Regions from separate parts of the Hordeum vulgare genome. Here region 1 is linked to region 2. Evidence: chromatin contacts called from public Hi-C data. All regions are on one chromosome and are shown on one strand. Each heading gives the region's core, a stretch centred on a gene start, on an enhancer-like site or on the middle of the called end of the contact. The rest is flanking DNA. Distances are from core to core; before and after follow the strand shown.

Region 1 (5,591 bases), core at 1,703-4,202, 330 kb after region 2:
GAGGGACGTGAGGACGTTCCAATACATCAACCGCGTTCACTAACACTTCTGTTGTACGGTCTACTAGGGTACGTAGATCACTCATCCCCTCTCGTAGATGGACATCACCATGATAGGTCTTCGTGCGCGTAGGAAATGTTTTGTTTCGCATGCGACGTTCCCCAACAAAAAATCCCGTGGAGCTCAACTCCCTGGGACACTTCTACCCCAAATTGACAGGAGCCACCAGGAAATAAATCACGGTCACAAGGATAACCTAGAGGTTCCAAAATACCACGTGATCCTAAAACATTTTTGAGTGAGAAGAGGGATAGAATTAAAATTCTTACGTCGGTATTCCTCACCAGAGCAGGGAAGGGGAGTAAAAGAATCCTACTCTGCGATATATAACTAGACTCCAAATATTTTTCTAGACTCGACTCAACCAAGTTCGACCAATGAAGAGGCTCCTAGGTCGGTATTGCTCTCATACCAACACGTAACGACCAAGATGCAATATTGTCCTCATCCGGGCTCATGGGCCTAGATAGGGATAGAAGCGCATCTCGTCATTTCGCAAGAATGGATATCGTTACAAATACATGTAAAGAGGAGATGAGTATACGGAATTGGCTTGCACTCGCCACAAGCTAAATCATGATTATCTCGATCCATTAATTAATATCAAGCATCATACATAAATACAGGGTGCGACTATGGACGAAATCAAACGATAAAAAGGACATCTATCCTTGCTATCCCAGGCTGACGACCTAGAACCCATCCTATGATCGATGATGATGAAGAAGAAGAACTCCAAATCAAACAAGCATCGCTCTCACGTCAAAGCATCATATTTCCTGTACCTGCAACTGTTGTTATAGTAATCTATGAGCCACAAGGACTCAGCAATCTCATTTCCAAGGGTATCAAGACTAGCAAATCCAAATGGATGAGGTTTGGTTAACTGGTGAGTCAGCAACAAGCACTAAGCATTTATGTGAATGGCTAGCTTACGAGTACAAGAATAAGAAGAGTGATCTACGCATAAATGGACATGAACTAGTAATGATCGAGAAGTGATCCTGGACACCTACTTAGGAGTCGTTCATAACCCCATCATGTTCTCTTCCAGGTTCAAACCTCACAAGGAGAGATAGTCACGGTTACTCACCCGGTTGGTATATTTCATTTGAGTTTACTTCAAGTTTGCTACGACCGTGTGTTAAACAAATTTCCAGGTTGCCACATAACCGTGAGAACAACTCTCAGAAAGATTTACCCCTGCACGGGTGCTACAACTCATCCATAGAAAAATAGCCACAAGTTGCGCTAGGAAACCTCAACGTCGAGATAGCCCAAGGTATCCTCGAAATCCGGGCTCAGAAGACATTCGAGAAAGGCAAAACTTATCTAGAAAGGCTGCCCAACTTGCCGACAATCACGATAGGAGTCACACATCTCATTCTTAGGGCACAACTGGATAGAGCTAACTCCCTATGCATTAAAAAGGTGTTTAATATTATTATGGTGGGAAGATATAGTACCAATGTTGGGCCTTTCCGGAAGAGTTTTATCACAATACAAAAATCAAGTGGGTCACCATAACAACCCCAAGCATATTAGAAGTGCTCAATATGAAACAAAACACCGGTACACATGTAGCTAGGGTGACAAAGGTGGAACAAAACACCGAGAGAAAGGCCAAGCCTTCCACCTTTTACCAAGTATATATGTGCATTAAATTAAATAGCAATAATATTGTGATATCCCCAGATATCCATGTTGTCACATGGAAACAACCTGCACCTACAACTAACAACGATATAAGAAGGGATGAGCAAGCGGTAACTTAGCCAAACAATGGTTTGTTGGGAAGTTCGAGGGGTTAGAGGCCTATCATGGCATTTTCGGGAGCCCTTACAAACTAGTGGTGGGAAGCAATACATAGCAATAGAAACGATACAACTAGAATGACAATGATAGTACTGATATCGAGGGAAATTGTCATCTTACCTAAGATCCTGCTTGGAACAAGAACAAATGTGTGAAGTACGCGAACGGAGTGTAGTCGAACTAGTCCTCACACTCCGAACACTTTTGAAACTTTAGCAAGGAGAAGAAAATCCAGAAACAATCAAATGAGATGGTAAACACCACAACATTTTCTTGGCATGATGCGCAAACAAATGTGATGCATGTTTGGTTTAAATAGGCATAGCATGCCCGATGTAACAATCAAATACTACAAATTAAGTGAAGCTCAATATGCATCGATTGCATAGTGACAAAACTCCACGATCAATTTATTTAGTTCACTCACATTTATGTACTCAACAATTTAAATGTTGTTAAGCATGGCAAGTGGTGAAGCATGAATATACTACACATTTAGGCAAGTTTAAATGAGACGAAAACAACGAATAACAATTGCAAAAATACTCCGATGTACTTTTCGAATTTGCTATTGTTCACCTAAAACATATTGTAATTATTGTTAAACAGGAAAAATAATGCCACCAAGTTATTCTACACATCTTTTAATCAATTTACATATAAAGTTTATTTAATTTGGAGCTGCGGTTCATTAGTTAGGAAAGAAACCATTTTAATAGACCATTTGTGCATGTAAACATTATTTTAAACATTTAAACATGGATGAAAAATGGATATTATTAATCTACACAATATTGTAAACATTTTACATGTTTAATTCATTTTAATCCGATGTACGTTTTGTGAGATATTAATATCATCAACTCTAGATTATTTGGTGAAACTCGCGTTCTCTAAATAAATAGATAATTTCGCTACACAAAAAAAAAACTAGTCACGAGCCGAAATTAGGATTGGCCCAAGAGTGCATACCCGAGCGCAAGATAAGAAACAATTCCTAGGGCGCACAATAGAGGGGATCGACGCTGGCTCACCATGGCTTGGCCCGGGCGAACCAGCTGGGCCTCAGCATGGCCCATGTAGAGGCAAGCAGCTGGGGCGGGCTGGCTAGGCCATGAAGGTGCGCCTGGTCCGGTCGTGCAGCCGCCCAAGCATTGTCAACACGGGCGTTGCTCATCATCTCCTTCGCTCGATGCAGACGAGCAAAGCGGCCCGAACCTCCTGGTTCGATGGAGATTGGCAGCGGCATATGAGATAGGGACGAGGTCGGGGGAAGTGGAATGGGTAGATCGATTCATGCGGGACCTGCAGGTAACAAATCTGGCGACGAAGCTCCGGATCGTGGCCAAGGCAATCAGGGGTGCGGCTGGAAACTTCCTCCATGGCAGCAACTTCTCCCTACACACAGGACAGGTGCGCGCGCAAAGGATAGAGCATACAGCGGGAGAGAGCTATGGGAGGAGTTAGAGGAGGGCGCGAGGGATGACGCTTGACTGGTCGAGGTCGCCGATGGGCAAGGTCATCGGAGGGGCGCGGGGTCATAGCGTTGGCCTGTAAGGGCGTCACCGACAAGTGGAGCATGAGGTGGTGCTCGAAGAGGTGCAGGACAAAGAGTTTGGTGCGGCGGGTACTGGCTGGAGGCGGCGGTCCCGGATCCGGTTGCTTGTTCAGCTCTGGGCTCGGCATACATGGTTATTGCTGGAGCTCAAAGGTGCACTCAGGCGTGAGGACAAGCTATGGTCGCTGGACCTGTTTGGTTGATGAAGTGGAAAAAACAAGGACCTGAAGTGGTTGGGTGGTTTCAGATCTGCAGGAAGGAGATTGTTGGCTGTCGCGGGAATCAAGGAAGGAGTGATTTTGGATCGGGGAAGGTGGTGGATCTCGAGGAAGGGGAAGAGAGTGGTGGCGGGGTGAGGAAAATGAGTGTGTAAGCCTAGGTTTGGACTAATTTGGTTAGGGTTAGTTTATATATGAAAAAAATGAGACTAGTTTTGGACCCTTCGATTTAGGTCGGACGACCGATATAAATAGGTTAGGGAGTCCAATTGAAAGACGAATGATGGTTTGAGGTATTTGGGGTTGATTTGGACCCAATGGTCATGTCCGTACATTTCGGGTTTGGGGAAGTTATCGTCCGCACTTGAGGGGTTTGTGCACTGTGTAGAGGGGCTAGGCGTAGCAGAGAGTGAAAAACGGGGGCAGCCCGACAACAATTTCTAAAAACGTAAACGTCCGACAATTTACCCGATTATAGTGTCGCTATAGTTTAATGCCAGGGCAACAAACGACTTCTGAATGCGATGAAATTTGACAGACGGTCTACCTACACTATGTTAAGAACGCGCGCTAATTTTCAACCCATTCCGAGAAATTTGTATGACCACTTTAAAAAAAACAATATTTTAACCATGTCGCGGGCTCGTGCGTGTGTTGTTTGTCACTAAACGGTCAACAAGGGAAATAGAGGGAACCAATTACTATTAACAGATGCAAGTTTTAAAAAATGATGGTGAAGGGGTGCCGTTGAATGTGAATGATGCATATGATGCGATGATGAATGCAACAAACAACTGAAACACATGACGAGACTCAAAATAAATGGAATGCGTGTGGGGCGTCAGTCTCGGACTGTTACATTGATGGAGTCAAACCTTGGACCTCCAGCCATAGATCACATCATCTTTGCCAAAATAAAGCAGAAGCAAATTATTGGGACTAGATGGAGTTGCTATCACAAGGCATAGGAGGGCACATGGAAAATATGATGCTTGTCGAATCCCTTGGTTACAACTTAATGTCTATCTCAATGCTTTGTGATCTTGACATGCTTATCATTTTAGCAAATTTCAATGCGTTGTACTAACTGCCTGTGACAAAACCAAAGTCTTCGAAGGTTTTCGAAGAGGTGATCTATACATAGTAGACTTCTCTGCAGGACCAAATGTTGCCACATGTCTTCTAGCAAAAGCTTCATAATGTTGGCTATGGCATCGAAGGTAGGACATGCTGGTATGAGGAACTTGCATACCCTTGCCAAGAAGAATCTCATCATTAGCATCAAGTGTGTCAAGTTCAAGAAAGATCATCTTTGTGCTGCCTGCGAAGCCGTGAAGATGACAATGGACAAACACCCCTCGAAGACAATCATGATGACTTCCAGTCCCTTCGAGCTTCTCCATATGAACTTATTCGGCCCTACTCAGTACTCCACCTTCTCTACCACTTCAAATCTATATGGCTTTGTTATTGTTGATGATTATTCTAGATATACCTAGGTGCACACCTTACTTTACAAGATCAAAGTGCAGCATGTCTTCACGCGTTTTGCAAACAGGCGCATGACCAACTACAAAGTCAAGATCAAGCATATCATGAGTGATAATGGCACAGAGTTCAAGAACACTGGTCTGGATACATATCTTCACTCCCTTGGAGTCACACATGAGTTCTCTGGTCCATATACACCGCAATAGAAAAGTGTTATGGAACGCAAGAACATGACTCTCATAGAGATGGCATGTACTATGCTCTATGAGTACAAGACACCACAAAAATTCTAATCTGAAGCTATTGACACTACATGCCACATCATCAAGAAAGTACATCTTCACAAGTTCCTCAAGAAAACCTCATATGAACTACTTACTAGTAAGAAACCCAATGTAAGTTATTCCAAAGTCTTCGGTGCAAGATGTCGAATTACAGATCTAGACCAC
Region 2 (5,574 bases), core at 442-2,941:
TGATTGGCAGCACAGGACATCCAAGCTTCGCGTGGGTGTGGACCTTTCCATGGCACGGGGCGGCGCGACCACAGGCTTCCGACGGTGACTTGGATGTGAGATTGTGGCTGCGGCATGACAGCACCTCGACTGCAGGATTCCTGCAATGGCACGGCTGTGAGGCGATGGCATAACGGCATGGTTGAGGCGTGATAGGGGACAGGCTTGGGGCGCGCACAATGCTTCGGTCGGAGGCGCGTCGCCGATCCATCGGTTGTGCGCTCCAGATCTAGTGTCGGATACGCTTTGCGCGAGCACGCGTTGGCAATGTTGATTTGTCTTTCGTGCTCCAGTTCTGACCGTGTCGGTTCCTAGGTCGACGGGCCTAGGCAGGGCTCTCTTCTGCGAGGTGTAGTTGGTGGTATGTTTCATCATCGATGTTGGTCCTTGTGATGACCACTCCAGCCTACGACAGTGACCTCGCTGGGGATTGCGATGGCCACCAAAAGGTCTTCATGAGGGCTCCTCTCTCCAGATAGGTGGTTTACTTCGGCAATGAGATGCAGACTATGGACGATAGCATGACGTGAAGGAATGGTTGCACAATGGCGACGGTCACACATCACATGTAGTTGCTGGGATCGCGGCAAAGTGGTGGCGACAACACATAAGTGACATCGATGGTGGTGCTACTCGAGCACTAGGTCTGACCCGAGTTGGTTATATTCAGCAATGGTGATATTTTTACGTTGTTACCTTGTTGAAGGCATTGCTTGGATATCATCGGACTGGTTCTTTTAAGGTCAAAACCTAGATTCTGGCCTTGGGTGGTAGGATCCAATGACATTGGCGGATGAGCGTCGCTCCCTTTCTATGCTGAAGAACCTCATTGTCTGTGTGCAGTCATGAGATAGTTGGCGCCGATAAGGTCATTGTTGTACTTTGTGGCATATCTGATCGCTTTGTTGGGGGGAGGGGAGGGGGGGGGGGGTCTTATATGACTTTCTTATTTGCCGGCGTGTTTTTGTGAGGATACGCTTGGTATTGGTTATGTGCATCTTAGCTAGCTATGCACGGACTGGGTGTATGCTCATTGTGTTTGTATTCTCTTCATGCTTCATCTGAGCCAATAAAATTCACCATTTCTCTTAAAACCTATCACAATGAAAAGCCATCGGTTGCTGGATCTTTCAAAAAAGAAAGAAAAAAAGAAAACTACTATCAATTCCACAGCGACGAAGCAATTTCTGCACCTAACCACTTTGTGCCGCCGAACCAAATCGGCACTCCAGTGACTCCCTTTCACAACAACAAGGTGCCACCGCGGGAGATCACAATTCACATCACGCTCTTGACCCGCACGCATAAAGAAAAAGCAACGCGCACGCACCGGGCAGCTCCGCAGCGAGATCGCGGCACCGGCAAAGCAGCACGCTAGGGGGCGGCAGAAATAACAGATCGAAGCGGCGAGGGGAATGGGGCGGCAGGATACGCCACTGTGGCAGTAGCAGCAGCACAAGGCTTACCCGGAGTCCCGGACGGAACGTTTGGGGAGGGGAAGCGTCACCGACGAAGAGGAAGAGGACGAGGTGGCGATGGAGTTTAGCTAGTGAGGTGGGTATCGACGACGGGGACTAGAACGAGGGGTAGGCGGGACGCGCTCGCGAGGGAACGAAGCAGTCACGCCAACTCCACCGCGACCCCAAACGGACCTCACTTTTTGCTACGTACAATTCTATCCATTTGGGTGGCGAGATGAGATTGTGTTCGGCCCTGTCGTCGGATAATACCTGGTCAAACAGGTCGGCCCGGCATTGCCCGGCCCGGCCCGTGCTAAACGTGTCTGCCCCGGCACAGTTCACCGAGGCACGTTTAATAATCGGGCCGTGTCGTGTCAACCATGGGCTGCCCCTTCGGGTCAGACACGGTCCGGTTACTAAAAGGATCGGCCTGTTGGCCCGATTAACACGTTGGACAGCATAATTTCAGCCTCATGAGCTTGTTTTAGGCCTATTGGGCCATATATTATGTGTATATATATTAAAAATATTTAAAAATATGTAAAAAATAAAACGGGTCGTGTCGTGCCCAGCCTCCAGGCCCAGGCACGCCCCGAGGCGTGTCGCGTGTCTCGTACGACCCGTTTAAATCATGTCGGGCCGGGCCCGTGTCGTGCCGTCTTGGCGGGCTGGCGGGCCGACATGTTTAGCCCGGCCCGTTTGGCCAGGTATGCCTAGGATGCATTTGTCGCGCGCCCAGCGCGCGGCCACATCCGTTTGTCCTATCTTGTTCGCCTTCAAAAGAACAACGATTCAGATGCCAGCGGCCTAGTTCACGCCAGCGGCCCTAGTTCACGCGGGCAACACAGCCAGCGGCCTACACGTCCTCGCCGACAACAAAGTCAGCGGGCGGCAACACAACCAGCCTCCAAAATGAATAGTTTTGTTCGTCGGCAACACAGCCAGCGGGCGACAACATAGTCACCTCCATAATGAATTTGTTTCTCGCCGGAACACAGTGAGCGGCCAGCGGGCGGCACCCATGCCAGCCCCCAAAAAAGAACGGACACGTCCGATCGGACGAACTAGTTCAGGTTGTCGGCGTCGAACATCTCCTTCTGCCTGGCCTCGAACCAGCTCCTCATCTTCTCGCTCATCTTCGTCAAGTCCACGCTCATGATCGCAAGGGCCACCTCCTTCGCTTTGGTTGCGGCATTGGTGGCCTCGATGTCGAGCTGACTCTTCCTGGCCTCGACATTGGCGGCCTCAATGTCGAGCTGCCTTTGTCGGGCCGCCTCCTCCAGGTCGATCTTCCTCTTCTTGGTCGCCTCCTCAATCTCTAGCTTCTTCCTTTGAAGCTCGAGGTATTGCTTCATTTGCTCGTCCTTGCTTTGTCGCTTCTTCTCGTCCCTCATGTCCTTTTGAGACATCATGTCATGCAAAGTCTCATGCAAGGCGATGGATGCGGCATCATGTATGTCGTCCACCTAGGAGTTGGTCTTGCCCCTCGGCCTCTTCAACGCCTCGCCATCTCCACCTCCGGCGAACTTGGTCGTCTTCTTGCCTATATTCCTTTGAAGTTCACGATATTGATCCTTGAACTTAGGGCAATCATTGATGATCGACCAACAATGCGTAAGCGTGAATGGCTTGTCATCGTGCCGGGCCTTGAATGCTTCCAAAGATTAAAATGCCTACACCACATGATCAACAAGATTTGGACATGCAAACATATACAAGGCCGAAGCAAGGAAAGGACTAGGATGAGGAGAGCATACCATGTCCCCAATGCCGAGGCCACTCACGGGCCGTGCTTCAATGCTCTCCAATGCGGCGTAATACTTGTTGGACTCTTGTTGGATGAACAACCACCTCTTTTGAATCGAGGTGATACCACGGTCGCTTGTGATTTGATAGGGCTCAAACATCTTCCTTCCATGGAAAGTTTTGTGGACTCTCGTCCAAAAAACTAGGCCCTTTTGTTGCGCGCCCGTCCTCGGATCTTGGCTAATCACCGTCCAAGAGTTGCAAATCAGCTTGTCCTCATCTTGGGTGTATGAACCCGTGCGAATGCTTTTCTTTTTCTTTTGTGCTTCCGCTCTTTGGGTGAGCTCGTTGATGAACAATGGCTCACCACTAATATCAATGTCATTGACTTCATCTTCATCGCCATCACCTTCGCAATAGATGTCGTCCTCTCCATGCCACGAGTCACCATGGTCGTAGTGAGCACGGTCGTCGGCCTCTTCATCGGCAACGAACTGGGCGCGGCCATCGTGACTTTGGGTCTCGTCAGGATCGTAGGCAGGGACATGTCCACCATTGTAGATCACGTCCTCCATGAACTGGTCATAGGTGTTGTCGACCGGTGCCATTGGTGTTGGCATTTCGTCGAACAGGATGCGGGGGGACGACATGGTGCCCGCAAACGACGGTCGTGCTTGCTTTCTTTGCATCTCGACGAACGCCCGGCCGCCGCTGCTGGACCCTGGCGCGACGTTGAGGTTGATGCGGGCCGAGGGGCATGGGGTGGAAGGCGCGATCACGCTCACGTCCGGCAACCCCGAGAAACGGGTGTGGGCGTTGTGCCTTGGCGGGAGGTAGCCAGGCAACACAACCATGGTCCGCGACGTCGGCGACTGGCAGTGGGGAGACCGGGCGACCGACGAGCCTGTGCTCGCCGGGCCGACGGCCGCTGCAGAGAAACCGGCCAGTCGACAAATGCCAAGCATGAGGAGGGCGTGCGCTTTTGTTGACGATGGCCTCCTTCTCCTCGACCTCGATCTTGCGCCGCGCGGCCTCCATTGCATCGCGCTCGGCGGCGAACTTGCGCGCGGCGGCGTTGTCCTTCACCGCCGCCCTCCGGTTCCTCCTCTTCGCCGATTTCGTGTCCAACTTGGCGATCTCCTCCGGCATGCACTCCTCCCGCGGCTTCCTTGGCGCCTTGGCCTTCTTCTTCTTGGCCATTCCGGGCTGGTCGACGGCCGGGCCGCCGGAATTCGGGTAGGCGTCGGCCATGGACGGGAGAGAGAGAGGGAGACTGCGAGAAGTGGGAGGGTTTAGGGGGAAATGGTACCAAAAGGGGCGGGGTGGGTTTTACTTTGTGTCACCGACTGGCGGGCCAGGGGCGGAGGAGTGCGCACGTCCCGCCCGTCCGCGCGTTGTCCGTTTCACCCCAAAATCGGCGCAAAGTTGGGCCGGGGATGGGTCGAAAACGGACACAAAACGAACAAACGTCTGTTTGCTCCCGCGCGCTGGGCCGTCTGTTTTGTCCGTTTTGCCCCAAACGGAAACGCGCGGACAGGATGGGGTCGCGCGATGGAGTTGGCCTCAGGCCAACTCTAGGGCGCCACCACGTCTGTAAGTCCATTTGGCCCACATTCTGTTCGTTTGAGATGACAATGGGGTTGTTCATGTCTCGATAGGCCCGTGGCAGGATCGGTGTGTCCAACACGTGGCCGCATCACAATCATCTGGGACAAATAGGGCATTTAAAAAAATGGAATAAACAAAAAAGCCAGAAAAATGTAAATAAAACGCAAACATTAATAATTATACATTAATAAAGACATTGTTCAACTGTCCCATGGCCCACAGTCCTTAATTAACATAATTTAAAAATACAAATAAAATGCGCCGCCCCGCGCTGTTGTGGTGCGTGTCATGTCTCGAGGCGATGTCGTTGTCGTCATCGTATCCAGTGAGGTTGATGTACGTCGGCATCGTCTAGAGGTGAGCTGACGGCCCCTCGAAGTTTGGCGGCGCTAGCGGCGCCTGCACCACCTCCCCGCGTGGCGATGACTCGCGCTCCGGTGACCTCGTCGGCGTGGAGCACCAAGGCTCGGCCCCCAATCTCTGGGCCATCTCCGTGGTCATGCACGACCACGTCCAGCGCTGGCCCACCAGATTCAGGGGGAACGCGGCCACTGGCTGCTCCTCGTGCACCTCCTCCTTCACCGCCACGGGTTGCTCCTTCGGGATGGCCACATCGCCGGCTGCGGAGAGGGCCATCATCTCCTCCAGCCCCACCCACTAGCGCTCATCGTACATGTTCATGGAATCTTTCATGACACGCTCGACGAGCCAGGCCTCCTCC

Evidence for each region. Hi-C and Micro-C count contacts between places; a contact is called where the count stands out from the background.
Region 1: a Hi-C map of seedling shows a contact between it and region 2, with 3 times the contacts expected there. The contact joins the enhancer-like site here to the promoter of LOC123406199 in region 2. A contact is called at or near these places in 2 of 6 Hi-C or Micro-C datasets (leaf and seedling).

What each region holds. Positions count from the first base shown.
Region 1 is chr6H:244,990,744-244,996,334 of MorexV3_pseudomolecules_assembly, forward strand. No RefSeq gene overlaps it. Among protein-coding and RNA genes, the nearest start is that of LOC123406199, 330 kb to the left of the region's middle. Within about 2 kb of position 2,953, at least 3 of the 3 cell types and tissues checked have open chromatin away from gene starts, as enhancers often do. A contact at or near this core is called in leaf and seedling, where this site is marked.
Region 2 is chr6H:244,659,644-244,665,217 of MorexV3_pseudomolecules_assembly, forward strand. It overlaps LOC123406199 (cyclic nucleotide-gated ion channel 1-like), which reads right to left and starts at 1,692. Exons shown (of 8, transcript XM_045099673.1): 1 at 1,506-1,692. It also overlaps the pseudogene LOC123405350.